2 separate regions of the Mus musculus genome follow, and region 1 is linked to region 2. A link is a contact called in public HiChIP or PLAC-seq data. All regions are on one chromosome and are shown on one strand. Each heading gives the region's core, a stretch centred on a gene start, on an enhancer-like site or on the middle of the called end of the contact. The rest is flanking DNA. Distances are from core to core; before and after follow the strand shown. Region 1 has its middle 59 kb from the start of Gm34483. Region 2 overlaps Cd44 (CD44 antigen).

Region 1 (6,303 bases), core at 218-2,717, 170 kb after region 2:
AAGGGACGAGTCAAGCAAAGGCTTAAACACTGTAGAGGACATGGGGAGTGGTCATAAGCAGCATATGTGTATCTGTTGTATAAGCTGAACACTCCTCAGAAAATCCTACCCAGTCCAACTAAAGTTGAGCCAGCCAAGAACCAGTTCACTTACATGGAAATTCATGAAAACATTAGCCTAGTAAAATGGCTGTCTGGTCTGTAATTTATCATCATCATCATCATTAATTAATTAAACCTGTAGGTGACTTTTCTCCATGCCTCTGATTTCCAAATGGATGGGATTTTATAGTGTTTTGTTGTTATTGGTGGTTGTTGTTAAGGTAGTAGTGGTGGTAGCTGTAAGTGATGGTTCTTTTTATTTTTGTTGGTGGTGGTGGCTGTTAGTGATGGTTGTTTTTGTTGTTGTTGTTGTTGGTGGTGGTGGTGGTGGTGGTGACTGGTGGTTGTTTTTGTTGGTGGTGGTGGTTGTTGTTATTGTTGGTATTGATGATGGTGATTGGTGGTGTGTGTGGTGGTGGTGGTGGTTGGTTGTTGGTACGTCTGTGTGTGGTATGTGTGGTGTGCGTATGTGATGTGCGTTCATAGGTTTAGTCATTGTGTATTCACCAGTAGAGGCTAGAGGTCAATTTGGACTGTGGTTACTAAGGGGTTGTCCATCTTACTTTTGAGACTGAATCTCTTATTGGTCTGGATCCCATTCATTGTGCTAGACTGGGATCTGCCTGTCACTGCCTCTCTAATGCCAAGATTACAAGCACACACCACCATGTCCAGCTTACTTATGTTGGCTCGAGGGATCAAGTTTTCATTTTTACAAGGAAGACACTCATCAAATGAGGTATCTCTTAGCCCCAGAGCTGTACAGTTTTAAAGCACTCACGTTTATGGAAAATCTAGTGAAGCCATCAGGTAAGGAAAGGGCTAGCATAAGCATGGAGAGGAGCCTCTAGGAACACAGGCACTATTTAACTATCCTTATTTCTGTATCTTCTCTCCTTCCTAGCCTCATTTTTTATTCATCATTAAAGCATATTGCTTTTGAGAGAGCATACTTTTTAAATTCAGGAGCTCTCAACAATAGTTACACTTTAAATATCATATATGGCATTTACAGATATTTGCACACACACACACACACACACACAGAGTCTCATTCATCCAAGGCTTTCTAGATCTCTGGGACTGATGAGGTATGGGGTGAGCGGTGGTAGGGAATACCTACTGTTTTACCAAGGCAGGTTTATAAACCTAGGGTTGAGAACCACATTGGATAAACTACTTGTGGGATCTTCAGATTTATATCTGGAGATTAAGTGGGAAATCTTCTGTTTAAAAGGAGTAACTTTGTAGGTGGCATGATGCTAGCCCAAGTCTTCTGCTGAAAATTACATCTTCCATAGGATGAAGCAGACCATGGTCCAGCCAAACACTGTTTAAATCAAAACACATGTCCACAGCTGGGACAAGAGCATTAGGACCACCTAGCTGGATTCCATTGGAATGAGTCTGTGTGACACCATGCCAGCATAATTGTAAACAATCTCCCTAAAGAAGTTAGATGAAGGAGAGCCAAAAACCCAACCGATCAAACAACAACACAAACTTCCATTGGATTTAACTCAGTTTTCCAGAAAAACAAAACAAAACAAACAAACAAAAAAAACTTACACATCATACACACCACAAACCCTTATGAACAAACACCACCAAATATTAGAAACTGAAACCTGAACACATTGACACGAAGCCCCTATTTTCCTTGACCAATGCTTTCAAGTTTTCTTTCCCTTCCCCCACTTTTAATCCCCAGGATTTATAGCTCATCTCTGGCACCAAAGCAGGCACATGTTTACTGACTGATCTCACAAGCCACATGCATCTGCAGCTAGAGACCTTTTTAAATCACGCTTCTCTTTTATTTATCATGGTTTCCATGGCAAGAGGAAAATAAAGGGAAACTATGTTTAACAGCAAAGACAATAAAAGAAGCCACAGATCTCAACCAGGCGACAGCCGAGGGTAAGCTAGCTTCCCTTATGTGGATAACGCTGTGTTGCTTGCACCAACCAGATGGTTAATGCTGACTCTGGGGAAGAATCGATGTAACTCATGATCAAAAGCTACCCTTAGGACAGTCTGAGGGGGAGCTTGGACTTTGTTTCAGGCTTCTGTTGCCAAGATTTCCATTCAATGGACCTCAAGAAACCATAGAAGCCAACAGGGACTTCAGGACCAGAAATTTAATAATTAGTTCTAGCCCAGGTCATAAGCCTGGGTGATTTCTTTCATCAAACAGGTACCTTGAATTGGGGCGATCAAGAGATTACACCAGCTCTCTCCCTTGGGCTGGAGTCACAGGTCATACCCTAGAATAACCTGAAGAGTTGGGTTGCTTCATGTCTATAGCAGATAATTTCAAAGCTGGGTCCTTCCCACTCTGAGAAATCTGAGACACCACCTTTCATTCCTGAGATAGCAGTGTACTTCCCCAGTTTTTATTTTGTCACCTTGCATTCAAGTGCCTTGGCCCATATCAGTCACAGCCTTTTGATGTCCCTCTTTATAAAGGCACCAAGTACCAAGTAGTGCATTCTCACCACCATCTGACACGGGGGTAGCAGTCTCCTGGATCCGCCTACAACTTCACCTTCCTCATAACACCCCAGAGACCAGCGGCTGGAAGAAACAGCAAGAGCAGTGGTTTCTAGTAATTTGTTTCATTTTATTTTTTTAAGGGAGGGAATTCCCTCAGTGGACTTACCTAACACTAAAATGGTCTTGACATTAGACTCGCCCCACATTCTTCATGGAGGTGCTTTTTACACGACTTTTTATAGCAGTGGCTTCCCCTCTGTCTAAAACATCAAGGGAAAACCCCAGATTCTTTAACTCACCTACATCTCTGTATGCTTTCTGAGGTGATTAATGCTTAAAGCCACATCCTAGTTCGAAGGAAAGGGGCAGACAGATGAACTGGAAGAAAACACCATTTATTTCCCAGCCCCCTCTAGGCTCAGTGATGTAAAAAGTGTAACTAGTTGATAAAAATCTTTAAAATCTTCTAACTTCTAATACCTGAGAACCAAGAAGCAGAAGACATTGTCAAGGGAAAGAAAAGACTCCTTTTAAAAAGAAATTGTGTGCGTGTGTGTGTGTGTGTGTGTCTGTGTGTGTGTATCTGTGTGTGTCTGTGTATCTGTGTGTGTGTGTCTGTGTATCTGTGTGTGTGTCTGTGTGTGTGTATCTGTGTGTGTCTGTGTATCTGTGTGTGTGTATCTGTGTATCTGTGTGTGTGTGTGTGTGTGTGTGTGTGTGCATGTAGACACTTTTCCACTTTTCAGGCATTGCTTTTCTCCTTCCACAATGTGGGTTCGGAGATCACAAGCACCATTATCCGCTGAGCCACTTGGACAGCCCAGAAGAGATACTTGGTGGAACGCCTTAAAGAAAACAAGATACATTCTGGGGCTGGGGAGCTGTCCCAAGCCTGGGAACGAACTCACCAGTAAGGTCAGCAGCTATTCAGATAAAGGCCCAGCTCTCCTCTGCCTAAACTTGAACCTGTGGATGGGTTTTACCCTAAGGGTGGTTTTGAATTCCTTCCTCCCTGTCTTGAGGGTTCATACAGCAACACTTCACACCCCCACCAAACTTTTTACAGAGATTGAGTTAATTTGAGGAGCTCACAGGCAGCTCAGAAGGAGGGGAGGACAGAGGGGAAGAAGGGAAAGAAGCAAATAGAGGCCATGAGGCTTAACTCTGTCTAGTGGGGCAGATGGTGGGGACTCTGTGCAGATGATCTGGAGACACAGCTGGGAATTACTGCCTGACCGGGAAAACCAGCATCACTGTGGTACTGACCTGCTGAATATACAACCTACTGTGGGGCTTTTCCTTTCCTTTCTTTTCTTTCTTCCCCTCTCACTTCCTTCCCCCCTCCATCTTCCTTTCTTCTTCTTTCTTTCTTTCTAAATTCTTTACAAGATTCCATCTTATTTTTTAAATTTTTAGTGTGTGTGGGTATACATACGAGTCTGAGGGTGCCTCTCAGAAGTCAGGAGAGCAGAAGATTGTGTTAAGATTCCTTAGAGCTAGTGCTACATGTTGTTGTGAACTGGGTGCAAACTGGGCTTATCCGCAAGTGCAGCAAGTACTCTGAACTCCTAAACCATCTCTCCAAGCCTCCAAAATAGTGTCTGTTTCTTTTTTGATGGCAGAGTATCTGCTTCAGGCAGGCTGGCCTTGAACTTGCTAGGTAGTCAAGGATGACCTTGAACACTGATCCTTCCAGGTGCACCTCCACCTCCTCAGGGCTGGGATTACAAGCATGCACCACCATGCCCAGTTTATGCTGAGGATGAAACAATTCCCTACAAACAGATCAGCATCCTCATTTTCAGATCTTTCTATTTTCATTGTTTTAGCCCAGACGGTGAATACATCTGCTCCTCTAGGAAGCTTCCCTGGGTCACTATACATCCAATAGCCACCTTAGCAAAGTAAAAATCCATGACCTATATACCATGGCAATGCTGGCATTCTACCCTTTGAAATTCTTTTTTTGTTTGTTTATTTGTTTTGTTTTGTTTTTCGAGACAGGGTTTCTCTGTATAGCCCTGGCTGTCCTGGAAATCACTTTGTAGACCAGGCTGGCCTCAAACTCAGACATCCGCCTGCCTCTGTCTCCCAAGTGCTGGGATTAAAGGTGTGAGCCGCCACGCCCGGCCCCTTTGAAATTCTTACTTACTTCAGTAATCATGAACGGAAGCAGTCATGTATTGTATTCACTGTATTCGTTGGCAGTACAATGTTGCTGTTGTTTTTGAGACAGTCTCCCTCTATTGAATAGGCTGGATTTGAACTCATGATTTTTGTGCTTCAGCCTCCTGAATGCTTGCATATCTGGTTGTAGGCTTTGTTTTGTTTTGCTTTGCTTTGAGGAAGGATCTCATTTTGTAGCCCAGACTGGCCTAGAATTCGCTATGTATTTTAAGCTGGATTAGAACTCATTGTGTAGCCCAGGCTGGCCTTGAACTCTCAGTGATTCTCTTGTCTCAACCTCTCAAGCGCTGCTACCTGAGCCACCAGGAATGACAGGTGTTACAGCCTTAGAGATTTTTGATTTATACTCATTGATAAAGCAAACCTGAGTAACTTAGGAAGTAGAGAAGCTTGTCTATAAAAATTGTCCCTTCATGGCCCAACAATCATACCTCTGAAGTGTCCTCAGATGGTAAGTTACCTATATGAGATAGTTTCCCTGTTTCTACCAGCCAGAGGGCTTCAAGGAAAGACCTCTGTTCCATGTACCTTCTTGTCTTTGAAAAACAAAGACTGGCCAACTGACCCATCATGTCTCTTCTAGCTGTATCTCCAGGCTCTACACCTATCTGCAGGTTTGACAATCTGAGAACACGTGGATGCCCAAAGAGCTTATAGATGATACTATTTAACACCTAAGCACCTTATATGCATTGACTCATTTAATGTCCTCAATAATTCTGTGAAGTAGATATTACTGTTATGACTTCTATTATTTTTTTTAAAGTTGAATTATTTTTTTTAAAAAAGCACAAAACCCCTACATACTAAAATGATACACATCAGACTTCTATTATTTAGATGAGGAAAAAGGCAAACTCAGTAATGACCTGTCCTACATTGCTGGAACTGGCCGACGTGAGTCTAAGCACCAAGTACATAAGATAATTAGCAAATCCAGGATTAAGCCTTTGACATTCACATGCTTAGAAGGGAGGAGAGCAGTGTGAGAATCAGTTTGTCAACCAGAGAACAGTATGTGCAGCGAACCAAGGCCAGGGCTACAGTTTCCCTCTCTCCCTAGCAGATTCCCTCCCATTATCCAGGACACAGCAGAATCATAGAGAAATGCTAACGCTTTGCAGACAAAATGCAGACTGCAGTGGCGTGGGTTCAAAGATAACAGGATCAGTTTGGGATGTTTTGTCACCTCCTGGCCTGTTTGTGTATTGAGGTGCTCTGATGTGGGAATATCCTAGGCCAGGAGGAGCAGATGACCCAGCAGAAACTGGGAGAAGAGACTGGTCTCCAGGGGCTTCTCAAAACAGCCACCTTTCTGACCTTCAACCTGAGTCTCCTGGAAGCAAGGACCTTTCAACTGAGCCTGAATTCCAGCAGTGCAGGATCTTTTTTTTTTTTTTTTTTTTTTTTTTTTAATTTAATTTAATTTTATTTTATTTTATTTTTTTCCATTTTTTATTAGGTATTTAGCTCATTTACATTTCCAATGCTATACCAAAAGTCCCCCATATCCACCCGC
Region 2 (5,764 bases), core at 3,062-5,561:
TGTTTGCTTCATGATGGAAAACTCACCTGGAATCTGAGGTCTCCTCATAGGACCAGAAGTTGTGGTCACTCCACTGTCCTGGTTCGCACTTGAGTGTCCTAAGGGGAGAAGCAACAAGCTCTTTCAGCCCATGTTTGGAAAATATACTCAGGAGTTCCTTCCACAGCATGGTGCCGGGCTACCCTCCAGCGGCTGCCTTACTAGAAATTATAAATAGATTCAAGATGTGGAGGGTTATAAAATATTAGGCGAAAGATATAATCTCTCCTCGCCTCCCAAGAAAGTTCAGTGTGACTAAGCTAAAGCTTACAAATGTTATTTCTGTGGCAAGGAACAGTGATGGGCAGTGTTTGAACTGGAGCTCCAGAGCTAGTCAACCCTGGGCTTAGGGCCTAACTCTGCCTCTTATTAGCAACGTGTGCTTGGCCAAGTCCTTATCTTTAACTCTCTATTTTCTCACTTTGAAAGTGAGGATCATAACAGAAACCACTTCATTGTTAACTCACAGAATCCTAAAGAACTATATGATGGTAGTAGTTGAATGTATTTATTAGTTCTACAACACAGTGGTACCATCGGCCAAGAGGACCCCCTTGTTAGGGAGTTGGCTAGGAATTCAAAAATCTCAAGCAACACTCGAAACCTCCAGAAACAATGTCTTCATTTTATTAATATCCCTAGTATATTTATATGCTTTGGAAAGTCCAAAGTCTAAAACAATCACATGCAAATTGTGCTGGTCAGTTTTTATCAACTTGATACATGCAAGCCCAAGTCATCTGTGGAGAAGGAATTTCAAATGAGGAAATGCCTCCATCCGATAAGTAAATCTGTGGGGGAACTTTCTTGAATATTGATATGGGAGAGCCCAGCTCACCAGGGTAGTGCCGCCCCAGACAAGTGGTCCTGGGTAGTATAAGAATTCAAGTTGAGCAGTCCATGGAGAGCAAGCTATAAGTAACATTCCTACATGGCTTCTGCTTCAGTGTCTGCCTCCAGCTGCCTGCCCTGACTGTCTTCAGTATACCATGACTCAGGATAGGCAATTCAAATAGACCTCCCCCACCCCAAGTTACTTTGGTGAAGGCCTTTATCACAGCAATGGAAAGCAAACTAGGATGAACATTGATTGTAGGTACTGGTGTGAACGCCAATTTTATTTTTGCCATGGTGTGTAAGTGTGTGTGTGTGTGTGTGTGTGTGTGTGTGTGTGTGTGTGTGTGTGTGTGGGAGTGGCACTTTTTCTGTTTATAAATAAGTGGTTCGTAGAGTCTATGCTAATACAGTGAAACATAATAGAAAGATGAATGCTTTCTACTGTCAAACGACAAAATAAGGAAAGAAACAAAACTCCCTACTTGTAAAGAAGCATTGTGAGAAGACAATCACTGAGTCAGAGCCCAGGTGCCTTTTCCAAACAAGGAAAATGATATCTTTTCCACATCTAAAAAGAAACATCTTGGTTTTCTGTTTCTTTTCTTCCTTTACTCCTTGCCACTAAACAGCAACCTGTTCTGGAATCGTAAAGGCCACCAAGGAGAGAGAAGCCAAGACAAGACTGTTTGGTTAGCCCACTGGCCAGGATAGCTGAGAGGGTCAAACTTTAGACTCTGCAGAGTAAATGGTAAAATCTAACTACATAGGATAACTTGGTTTATATAGTTTGTGCATTTCCTAAAGAGCAAACAAAACAGAGCCAAGTAACTTCTGTGTTGTTTCGACAGACCTCATCCTGTTCCGAGAGTGGCCTGTCTTTCACAAATCTCAAAAGAGGCCAAGGCAATTTTTCTACCCACCTGTCAGTGTCCTGAGCAACTGGCAGGGTTTGCATGCACAAGTCATGGCATATCAGCCCTCCAAACTGGAGAACTTTGGCCTTGAAAACCACTGTAAAGGTACAGTCACTCCCACTGGTCTCTCTGGTCTGACTCATAGCAGCCTTTGATATTTGAAAAGGAGGCCATTAATAGATTATAATCTATTTATTTTCCTTTTCCAAAGAAGTGCTCCCAGCAAGGAAAGATCTAGGTGTGTGCACAAGATGAAACCTCCTGTCTGAACAATAGACACCTGCACAGGAGCCAAAGGAAAAAGACTAGTTCCCGCCCACCCGATTCTCACTTCAAGCCACAGACAGACCAAAAGATCCATAGATCTAACCAGGGTAGGACAGGCCTGGAGAACAAGTTCTGCAAAGCAGGGCACTGGACACACCAGTTTGGAAACGTGGCCCAACCCCAGACATGGGCACGGAGATCATTCCGTTGGCGTCAACTGTGAGAAAGGCAGAGAGAGTGGAGCACACAAATCAGCGGAAGGGGAGGGGCTTGGATGACTGAGACCCTCACCCAGTGTGTATCTACCTGGATGGGACAAAATTAGGCGCTTCCAGCAAGCTTCTGTATGCAATCTCTGCTGCTCCACAGGCTACACTCAAAGTTGTAGGGATCGCTTGGCTTTGGAAACTGTGCCTTCAAACAATAATCTCTTACTTTCTCAATACCTTGACTTTTACACAAAATCTCTATTACTGAAGTAGGTGACCGGAGGTTTACTTTTACTAACAAGGAAACTAAAGCTGGGGAATGCCAAGTGTGCTAAAGACCCTGGTGAGCTTGAACCATTACTTTCTTTTTAGGATAATTTCCAAAGAGCCCTACACCCCAGAGCTCCTACATTTAAGGGCTGTCACCAAAGCCACCATGTAAATATCCATCCATCCCCAGATTCATTAGAACACTAGAGGCGGCACTTGCATCAAACTCATGCAGCAGAGGCTGCTAATTTTTATGGATTTTCTGGATCTTATGGACCACATAGATTTGTAATAATTAGGAGCTCATAGAGGAAGTGGTAAGAGACATCTCTGTAATCCCAGCATTAGGGATTAGAAGTAGGTTTGCCTCCTGTCAGACTTTGCTGCCTGGAGTAATGTTTCTAGGGGTTCATCTGAGTCATGGCCAACAGCAGTCTATTTAATAATGCATGTCTGGCAGTAATTATGGTCATTATGGAATTTTCTTCCAGACTGGGCTTAGGCAAGGCAATATGAGACCCAGGCTTGAAACCTGGCTCCACCACTCTCTGGTCATATCAACTTGGCAAGTTGCTTCCCTCCTCTTACCTTTCTTACCTCTTACCTCAGTCTCCTCATCCGTAATAAGGTGATGATAACAGTGTTTTCATATATTATAGGGTTTGCAAGGTAATTAGATATGTTAACAGTAAATGAGCTCTAAATTCCCTGGTATTGGGATCACTTGCCCTATGGAAATATCAGTTTCATGTAGTTCAATGTAGAAATGAAATGCTTTGCTTAATCTTTCTGGCACACAGTAAATTCTGAAATGCTGGCTACATTATGAGATTTATGCTAAACATTTTCTAGGTATTTATTCTGTCATTTGGTTGTAAAGAGTGCCCTGTGACAATATCTCCAGATTATCAGCTAGAACATTGAATCTCAGACCCTGTCATCATCTTTCTCAATTTAGAGGTAAATGAATGATGATCAAAGCCAAGCTATTTCATGCCTAAAGAGTTCTCTTTTTGACTCCATAATGGGGCAGTGTAAAATGGGGTTGTCCTTGTTAGGGTCACATAGTGTGATGAACACCATGACCAAAAGCCACTTGGGGATGAAAGGGTTTATTTGGCTTATGTGTTACAGTCCATTGAGGGAAGTCAAGGCAGGAGGAACTCAAACATGGCTGGAGGCAGGGTGATGCAGAGGCCATGGGGGAAAGTACTGCTCACTAGCTTGCCCTTGGTGACTCATTTTGCTTCCTTATAGAATAAAGGAGCACCAACCGAGCAGTGGTCTCACCTACAACAGAGTTGGGCCACCCCATGTCAATCATTAACTATAAAAATGTCCTACAAGTTTGCCTACAGCCCAGTTATATGGAGGCATTTTCTCAATTGAGGCTCCCTTCTCTGAGATGACTCTAGCTTGTTTGTGCCATAAAACTAGCCAGCAGAGAAGTATTGCTTGAATCCTTCCAGACCCTTTCACATGGACGCTCTTTTGCCACAGTGTCAGTTGTCTAAGTAGAGTGCCCATCCCAGTAGAATCAGGATGACTGGGAATTTATTAAGAATACAAGTGTTTGGGCTCCACCCCAGACTTACTGAATCAGAAACTTTGGGGTGGGGTCCAGCAAAGTGACTTAATAAGCCTTCCCTGAGACTGAAAATATATGTTTTAAAAAAAAGTGTGAAATAATTCTCTAGGGACAGTGATGCATGTTTCATTAGCAATCATCGGGTTCGGAGATTATAACAGTGACTAAACATTTTAAACTCACCAGCTAATTCGGATCCATGAGTCACAGTGCGGGAACTCCCCCTGGAGTCCTTGGATGAGTCTCGATCTCCTAGAGTAATAAAGCAATAAAAACCAGTCAGCACTGTATCTCCATTCACACTGTCATCTCCCTTTCTGTTGGTTGCGTTTTCGGAAAGCCATCATCTGCTAACAACAAGGAAGAAGGCACTGCTCATCCTTTGAGACATTGTTGAACAGGCTGGATCCTTAATCAACATGAAGGAAACTCAGGCAGCACAGGTCATCCCAGATGAGCACTAAAAATACCGTGCGGGTAGAAATCCAAGAACAGAGCTAAAGGCTATTCTGAGAAAAATATGATGATGCTTTCACAGGGCTGAGTTTTGAATGAGATACTTCATAGCTTGGATAAGGATTGTGATACTGGAATGTGATCACTTAAATGGGTGCAATGTGGCTCAGACCATCCAGCATAAAAAGAGATTTCTCTGAATCTGAAACAAAAGAATCTTAGGAATGAACGAGGCAAAAGCTCAAAGGGAAAATCAAACTATTTATCCAGAGAGGAGAAAGGTCAACCCTAAGTGTATTAAGAACCAGTGAAATGGTGTGAGTGACAGGCAGCTGGGCATCAGAAGTCTCAGTTCATATTTAAAAAAAAAAAAAGGTTAAGCCCACATGATCAGCAACCATTGATAATTCAGGTCACATAGTAACTTGGTGTCCTATTGTCAAACTTTCAGTTTCCACTAAGGCCCAATAGCAGACCAAGAGCTGTTTTTCAAAGGGAGAATAGCTGTCTGCAGATGATGGTAGCTTCGCCCCATTGGCTCCTCAGCCAAGGACATACAAATGTCTGAACCTGCGGTTCCTCTCATACTGAGCAGGATTACCATGGCAACAACACATCATCAGTAGGGTAAAACTAACCTGTCTCACAATGGTCTAACCTTCTCAAATACCCATCACCAGAAAGCTCTAGGTAGAGACAAACTCAAGTGACTAATTTTAAATCCAAATTATACGATCAAATCATATGGGAAACAATATACACAGACAACAGGGGTTCCAAAAGTTGGTACAGATCATTACAAGGGTGCCTAGAAAAAGAATACAGTGAAATGCACGGTATGTGATTCCCTGCTTAGGAGAGGCAAACTTGCTTGTAGTTGCACATAACTATTGCAGAGAGACCGCTTTGTTCCTTGGAGAAAAGACCACCGCATTTGATGAAATGCCACACCAACAGTCCCACCACCAAAATCACCATTTTCAAAGCCAGCGCCTTTACCAGGCCCATCACCACAACTGCCATCGCATGTTTCAGTGTTTTACATTCAGTGTACAGAAATACTTATGAACAGAAAAATACACTCCGTGGTTCTTCTGAATTAAAACAGGGAATGGGAATCAGACCATTTACTGATCACTGAATTCACAAAGAACTGAAGGACACCCCTCAGCACCATTGCCTTT

The links. HiChIP or PLAC-seq counts read pairs in DNA pulled down with a chosen protein or histone mark.
Region 1: a FOXA1 HiChIP or PLAC-seq map of pancreatic cancer cells shows a contact between it and region 2. The contact joins two enhancer-like sites. A contact is called at or near these places in 1 of 15 datasets of contacts at CTCF or cohesin (CD8 T cells), 7 of 484 Hi-C or Micro-C datasets (the AML12 cell line, CD4 T cells, Th1 cells and 2 more), 4 of 115 datasets of contacts at active chromatin or transcription factors (CD8 T cells, memory CD8 T cells, pancreatic cancer cells and 1 more) and 1 of 9 other capture datasets (embryonic stem cells).

What each region holds. Positions count from the first base shown.
Region 1 is chr2:102,996,589-103,002,891 of GRCm38.p6, forward strand. No RefSeq gene overlaps it. Among named protein-coding and RNA genes, the nearest start is that of Gm34483, 59 kb to the left of the region's middle. Within about 2 kb of position 1,468, at least 66 of the 459 cell types and tissues checked have an H3K27ac peak or open chromatin away from gene starts, as enhancers often do. A contact at or near this core is called in pancreatic cancer cells, where this site is marked.
Region 2 is chr2:102,824,235-102,829,998 of GRCm38.p6, forward strand. Cd44 (CD44 antigen) reads right to left here. Exons shown (of 9, transcript NM_001039151.1): 6 at 4,308-4,376; 7 at 27-98. Among named protein-coding and RNA genes, the nearest start is that of Gm23731, 71 kb to the right of the region's middle. Within about 2 kb of position 4,312, at least 22 of the 459 cell types and tissues checked have an H3K27ac peak or open chromatin away from gene starts, as enhancers often do. A contact at or near this core is called in pancreatic cancer cells, where this site is marked.